Linked DNA regions of Anser cygnoides: region 1 is linked to region 2. Evidence: chromatin contacts called from public Hi-C data. All regions are on one chromosome and are shown on one strand. Each heading gives the region's core, a stretch centred on a gene start, on an enhancer-like site or on the middle of the called end of the contact. The rest is flanking DNA. Distances are from core to core; before and after follow the strand shown. Region 1 holds the start of RCAN1 (regulator of calcineurin 1). Region 2 has its middle 10 kb from the start of KCNE2.

Region 1 (3,423 bases), core at 180-2,679, 130 kb after region 2:
GGCAAGAAAAAATAAGTAGAAAGAATAAGGAGGAAAAAAAAAAGACTGCCATTTCAGTGATGCATAAGACTTTGCTCTGATCTAAGCTTAGTGTCTGGAGACAGAGTCTTTGGAATTAAAACAGAAAGACGGAAAAATGGTTTAAGTGTTTAGACACGTCCTGATCCTTCATGTAATTATGCATTTACGTTGTCATATCTGTGTTTTCAAAATACACCCTTTAAGGTTATAGAATTCACCTAAGAAAAGTACTATTACCACCAGCAACTGAAGATACTAGAAGTCATATTTTCTTAAGCACATTTGGAGTGAACTTGAATTAAAGAGGATAAATCCCTGTGAAGGTGCCATTCCTTTCCTAGCAGCAGGTGCCCTGAGTGATACAGGATTACGCTGCTGTTAAGTTTTCGATAATAATTTTAGAAAGTAATAGAGATGATGCAGCTACATTGTACTCCAACCTCCAGTTCATTTTTAATGCATTGCAACTGTTAGTAGCCTTGAGCTGTTGGACCTCTGCTATATCTACTCTGTTTTTCACAGAGACAGCCAATTGTTGTAATAGGATTTTAAACCAGTACATTTGTTGCCTTATTTTTCAAGTCGGTTTCATTTTGATCTTTTTTAAGAAATGAACATCTCCTTCAGTATCAAGGGCACCAGAAAATAAGAGCTTGATGGAAAAAAGGGGTGTAAAAATAAAGAGAAATGCTGGCTTCACTGATTCTTTAATTCTGGTCAGTGGTGTGACAGGTAAGAGGAGGTAAGCTCGACTTGAATCCAACTTCCATCAGGAAAGCCACGGACGAGGTGAGAAGCAATCCTGAAGCGTTTATATCTATTTATTAGACCTGGATCTGTCAGGCAGCTTACAACAGCCTTCTGACACCTGCTGTTACCCTGCCCTGCTCTGGCAGAGCGGCGTGCAGCCCTCTCTGCTGGCTTTTTAAACAAAGCCGGGCGCTGCAGACCCACTCGCGATGCCCAGCAGCTCCCTTTGCCTGCTCGCAGGGCAGCCCCACGCCTCAGAGGCTGCCTGTCGCCCCACCAAGCGCCTCGGGCTGCCTTCACGAACCCTCCCTCCCCGCTCCCCCCCCCGCCCCGAGGCGGCGGCGGCGCGGCCCTCACCCGGCACGGCCCCTCCTGGAAGACGCGCGGGTCGAGGTTGCAGGCGATGGTGGCGGTGGGCAGGTCCGCCAGCGCCTCCGCCTCCATCGCGCCGTCCACCAAGCTCCAGGCCGCCTCGGCCGGCAGCGCCTCCTCTTCCTCCTCCTCCTCTTCGTCTTCTTCCCGGGGCGACGGCTCCGCCGGGCCCCTCCCGCCGCCGCCGCCGCTCTCCATGGCCGGCGGTGAGCGGAGCCCCCGCGGGGCGGAGCCCGGCTGAGGCGGCGGCCGTTGGTCCCCCCCCCGCGGCCGTTTAACCGTCGCCTTCCTGCCCCCCCCCGCGCGCAAGCCTATAGGCGCCGGGCGCCGCCGCAACAGGTGGCCCGCGGGAGCGCGGCGCTGCTCGCCGCCATCTTGAGTGAGGGCAGCGCCGCCCTGAGGGGCGTTAAATGTGAATAAAAAGGGGTGTCGGTCAGCCACCACCGAGTGCCTCGTGTTTCTCTTGCTTGTCCCCAGAGCTACCTGACCAGCCCTTGATGTCCTGCAAAGGGTTTCATTGTGTTCCAGAGCCGAGGGGGAAAAAAAAAACACTTGTAGCGCTATTGGGAGAGTTGTGTGGTGTCGTGTCGTTTCCTCCTTACCTTGGACCTGAAGGAGGCGTATTCTTAAAGCCTTTCTTTTTTTCCTAGTGACAAAAGTCTGTAAGGGACAGCTGCACCTTTCTTAGCTAAGCTCAAGGAGCTGCTCGTGTCAGACACTGCAGATGCCAAAAGCTTACCTGATGTGCTGAGCTGCTTAGTCCAACGTAACTGACCTAGACAAACACTTTTCTTACATACCCCAAAATATGTTGCTATATACATGTATAAGACCTAAAAGTGAACTTCAGATGACAGTTTTTTCTTTCTTTTTAGAAAGTTACCGTGATATTCACATATCGACCTCAAACATCCTATCCTAGTAGAAGTGTAGTGCAGAATAGTTAAAGGTAGTAAGGAGTGAAAAGCTGTTGGATGATAGCAGGCAAAATATTAACCCAATATTCGACTTCCATGGGGGTGTGTAAGAAAGCAGGTCTGAAAGTGGAAAGTGCAATCCCTCCAAAAGCTGTTTTCTCACTAAGACCAAAAGAGGGCTACCACAAGAACACCACTTTTAGCAAGCTGAGGGGCTAATCCTATTCTCATTTTCAATTTCCAAGAAACTTCTCATAGACATGAGTGAGGAGGCAACTGTCATTTACATTACAGCTCAAACTCCCAGGACTTAGAAAGCAGTGTCATCACACATAGTGATCTTGTCATCAGGTGTCATCTATCCAGAGGCTCAGAAAAAAAAAGTTTCAATTCAGAATGTCTAGTATTCTAGATTGCAATTTTAACTATATTTTTGTACATAACATATGTTAGTGTGCACTTGTAAAAAAAAATTACCGTGCCACACACAGGACTGGATTTTGTAACCAGGCTATAAACATATTAATGCAGGCTACAATGGGTCACTTGTTGAGCAACATTAATAAATGATTTAAAATATGGTATGGCAAATATTTTTAATGATGTTCAAAGTAACATACTTTTACTGATCTTTTCTTCCAAAATACAGCAATATTTTGGTGGTGTAAAGAACATCCGAAGAAACAATTTTGAGGGTTGAAAATTACGTGCTACCTACTGATGTGCATTGTGCAAAGTTTACAGCAGAGACAACAACCTCACTACTTGAGATAACCACTGTTATCTTTAGTTAGCATTGCTGACCTTTTTTTTTCCCCAACAGATCAAAGACTTTAAAATGATGAAATACTGGTCTCAGTCAATTTTAATGAGATCTTGCAGGATACAACAAGGCAAAAAATGCCAGGCAAAGAGATAATCATTTGCCTTCTCCTTCCCTCCTACAATTTTTTTCAGACATTATAATCTGTCTGTTGTAATCCATTCAAGCCTTTCTCAGAGAGAGACACATCTTACATACAGCGTATTTTTGTGACTGATTGCTCTAAGTGATGTAAGTCTGTATATTTTCACACCATTTTTCACAAAAATTCAAACAAATGGTATCTTATAAAAAAGGTCAGGTATATGAACTTGCTGAAACTTTTTAGAGCTAACATTTCAATCTCTAGATAAGCTAATATTTTAAATCTTATTCTATGCTCTCAGATTTGCTTCCTGATGTGAGTGGTGATAGCTTCTCAAAGGAGCAAGTATCTGTACTCTCTGTTTCAAGAGTCCTAGCCCTCTACAGAAACCTCACCTGAGGAACCCGAACAAAAATCTTCTGTTACGAGTATTTAAAAGCTCTCACATGAGAAGC
Region 2 (3,615 bases), core at 531-3,030:
TAGTGTTTGTGGGAAGAAACTGCCAACTTTTATCTGAAATTTGCATTAGAAACCTTTTTCTGCTATTACAATAGCACTAACCACTTTAAAATGAAGATCTAGGAAACCACTTAGTTAGACAATACGTTGTCATCTTAAGACTCCTCTCCTCCAGTGTATAGATACCTCGGTGGCTGATACATTTAGTCCCATAGTTCACATGCTACTGCAGGTACTTAGTGAATTGTTGCACATGTCAGGGTACAAGCTCAGGTTAAGCCAGTATCGTGCTGCTTTGGGGCTGGAGGGTTGCAGTTAACACTGAGCTGGTAGCTAGCTCTGGTGGTGGAGGAGGAGTAATAGTAAAGGTAAATCTCTGCATGCACTGCAGGTGCATGAGGTATGGCCCTCCCTGCAGAATAGCATAAAACAGGAGTTTGATTCAACATTTTGCCCTGGACTGTGGAGCTACTCCTTATCCTAGAGATCTCATGGGATTGAGACCCAAGCCTGCCCTCTGCACTCTGCCTCCTGTGCCCTGGTGCCTTCCATGCTGCTGTGGGCAGGTTCATCCCCGTCCTACCAGCATGAGGCCTGTGGTCATCCCAATGAGAAGATGAGACCTCTGAATGATCTGGGTCAAGGTAAAACCAGGATATGGTATCAACATGAGATGGAAATTTTGTGAACACATTCTTAAGTTAACCGTAACAATCACACACTTACACACAGAACAAGGTATGCATGCTTCGGTAATGCAGGTCTGCAGATGTTCTTGGGCACTGTGAAAAATCTAATTTATTTTAAAAGTGAAGGAGTTTTTATGAAAATGGTTATTTCTTCTTTCTCCCATCTCAGGAAGGGTGAGTGAAACCCAGCAGTGGAAATGCTAAACTCAGCCTTCTCGAAGAAAGCAGTCTGAGGAAATGCATGCTATATAGGGTCAAAACTAAAAGAAAGCAGAACAAAAAAGCATTTCCATTATTTTGATGGGATAAATGCACATGCCATGCCACAATGATTTCAGCATATTTTCCTTGACACCATAGTCACAGTATTTTTGAAATCTAAAATGAAGCAACATTTCATGGCTCTCTATTGAAGCTTTTACTGTAGCCTTTGATGGAGATGCCAGAATATGGTTTCTAGAGCACTGGACATTAGCAAATCCAAGAGGGCAATTAATCAGGTGGAATCCAATTAAAAGATTGCTTTCCTGTTCTCCAGATAGGGTGCTACATGGACGCACAAAATTATCTGCTGAAATCCCTCAGGCAGTTCACCCAGAATAACCTTCTTTGGACCCACTCCAGCTTCTGGCGGAGGCTCAGCTTCAGGAAATTTTCTTTATCCAGAGCAGCGGAATGGGCTTAAAGTTAGACATGTATGTAAGAGCCACTTCCAACAAGGCTGCACTTAACTGCACCCGACTTACCTCCCTAAATTGAGATTAATGGCAAGGGAAAGGCTCCAGCTGATTTCAGAAAGCTGGAAAGAGGCTGCTGCCATTTCTGTAGCTGCTGCATAGCTCCTTCATCCCGGGAGCGCTCACAGAGCTGTGCAGTGCACGGTATGTCTGAAACCACACTTGCACAACTTCTCAAAAGTGTTGTCTGGGGACCAGGCCCCCTACCTAGGGGATGGCTGCTGGTGTTTGCATGGCTAGAGCTGTCCTGGGCATCCCTGCACCGGGCAGCCACAGAACACCTCCGACCGGAGGAGCTGCTGGGCCCATGCTGACTGAGCTTCTGCTGTAGGAAAGTTACTGGAGGGCCTGCTTGGGAGGAAAGGAGGCTCTTGATGATGGCTCCCATGGCAACCAGATAAGGCCTCACTGAGTAAGCATGTGCTGCTCCCACTGAGGGGAGAGCCCTAAATTGAAAGCAGATGAGTGAAGCAGGTGATAAAACAGATGAAACCAGTGCCATGGAGAGGCTGGGGAGCCACAGAGAGGATGTGGAGAAACTGGATGCTATGTATCTGGGTAGTGAGGTTACACAGGGCAGCTGTATGCTTGTTCTTACACCTAAGGCAGTGGTGATGTAGATTTGGGCCCAGAAGCCATCCTCGGGGCTCTGCCACCCCACAGAAACACAGAGTCACAGAACAGTTGGGGCTGGAAGGGACCTCTGGACGTCACCTGGCCCAATCTCCCTGCTCAAGCAAGGCCACCAGGATCAGGGAGCCCAGAACCATGTCCAGGCATCTCTTGGATATCTCCAAGGAGGGAAACTCCACAACCTCTCTGGGCAACTTGTGCCAGTGCTCGGTCACCTGCACAGCACGGAAGTGCTTCCCTGGTTCCAGTTCGTGCCCATTGCCTCATGTGCTGCCACTGGGCACCACGGAAAAGAGCCTGGCTCTGTCCTCTCTGCACCCTCCCTTCAGGTATTTGTATACATTGATGAGATCCCCCTGAACCTCCTCTTCTCCAGGCTGAGCAGTCCCAGCCATCTCAGCCTTTCCTCACAGGAAGGGTGCTCCAGTCCCTTCATCATTTCTGCGGCCCTTCACTGGTCTCTCTCTCCACCATGCCCATGTCCCTCTTCGGCTGAGAACCCCAGAACTGGACTCAGTACTCCAGGGGTACTTGGTATGAAGACGTGTGGCCCAGCACAAGGTGCTTGTGATGCCACATCCCCATGCCTGCCACCTTCCTGGCAGCCCTGCCTGCACCCCTAGACAGCCCAGGACACCCCTGCCCATCTGGTGGCTGTAACATGATGGTGCAGGCACCTCGCAGGGATGGTGCAGGCAACACTATGCAGTCAGTAGAAGTGCCTGGATGCCAGCACCATGCATACATGCACATGTGGTTTTCCTCTGCTTGCTGTGCTGGTGGTGAGGGTTTTTTTCTTGGAGTCGGAGCTGACGGTGGGCAGATTGTGCAGCCAGTTTGCATAGCTGGACTGCAGCCATATAAGCAAATGGGCCCAAGGTCAAGGAAGGCCGAGGAAACAAGAAACGTGCCTATGTGTGTGCAACATGCACCAGATTAAATAAGTAAGTGTTTCTTACCTCATGTGCTGACTCACTTGTTTTCCTTCCCTGTCACTGGACTTGCAACGATCGCTTCTCTTTACTTTTTAAGAGCTCTTGGGGTGATGCAGGCCTTGAGATATGTTTTGATCTCAGTGACCTCTATGGACTGTTGTAAAAGAGAGATTTTCCTGCAAAAATAAATGTCAGTTTAATGTACTCTGACAGTGGAGTTAGGCTCATGAGATGATACCATTGCATGGGATTATGTAGGGTGCTCACTGTTTTTCTATTTCAGTAAAATCTCTTGGCTTGGCCTTTGCTTCCCTTTTCATTACCACTATGTAAGCAGTATCAACTGGTTCCATGATCACAGAGCTTTATTAAGGTCCCATGTATAACCAATGAGCGTCTCTACTAGGTTATATCCAGGCCAACAGGTTCAGAAAAATAAACAACATTTTTTTAATATGCAAAGGTGGAGTTCAAATAAACCAAAAATGCACAGTAGCTCTAGATCTAACTTGACATTTCTATGAAACGTTGAGCTTGTCAGCAAGCTGTGCCCAGCTGTAGTAACCACGGGATGATAGCAGCTCATACTGGTGTGACCTGTGCAGGGTAACATGGTGTGGGCACTTGGCATGGGGTGCTGGT

Evidence for each region. A called contact is a pair of places that touch in the nucleus more often than the background predicts.
Region 1: a Hi-C map of liver shows a contact between it and region 2, with 1.9 times the contacts expected there. The contact joins the promoter of RCAN1 here to the enhancer-like site in region 2. A contact is called at or near these places in 2 of 7 Hi-C or Micro-C datasets (granulosa cells and liver).

What each region holds. Positions count from the first base shown.
Region 1 is chr1:114,023,102-114,026,524 of Taihu_goose_T2T_genome, forward strand. It overlaps RCAN1 (regulator of calcineurin 1), which reads right to left and starts at 1,430. Exons shown (of 4, transcript XM_048071478.2): 1 at 1,129-1,430. The coding sequence starts at 1,341. It overlaps LOC106043442 (a long non-coding RNA gene), which reads left to right. Exons shown (of 3, transcript XR_001211680.3): 3 at 630-1,023.
Region 2 is chr1:113,893,696-113,897,310 of Taihu_goose_T2T_genome, forward strand. No RefSeq gene overlaps it. Among named protein-coding and RNA genes, the nearest start is that of KCNE2, 10 kb to the right of the region's middle. Within about 2 kb of position 1,781, at least 1 of the 3 cell types and tissues checked has open chromatin away from gene starts, as enhancers often do.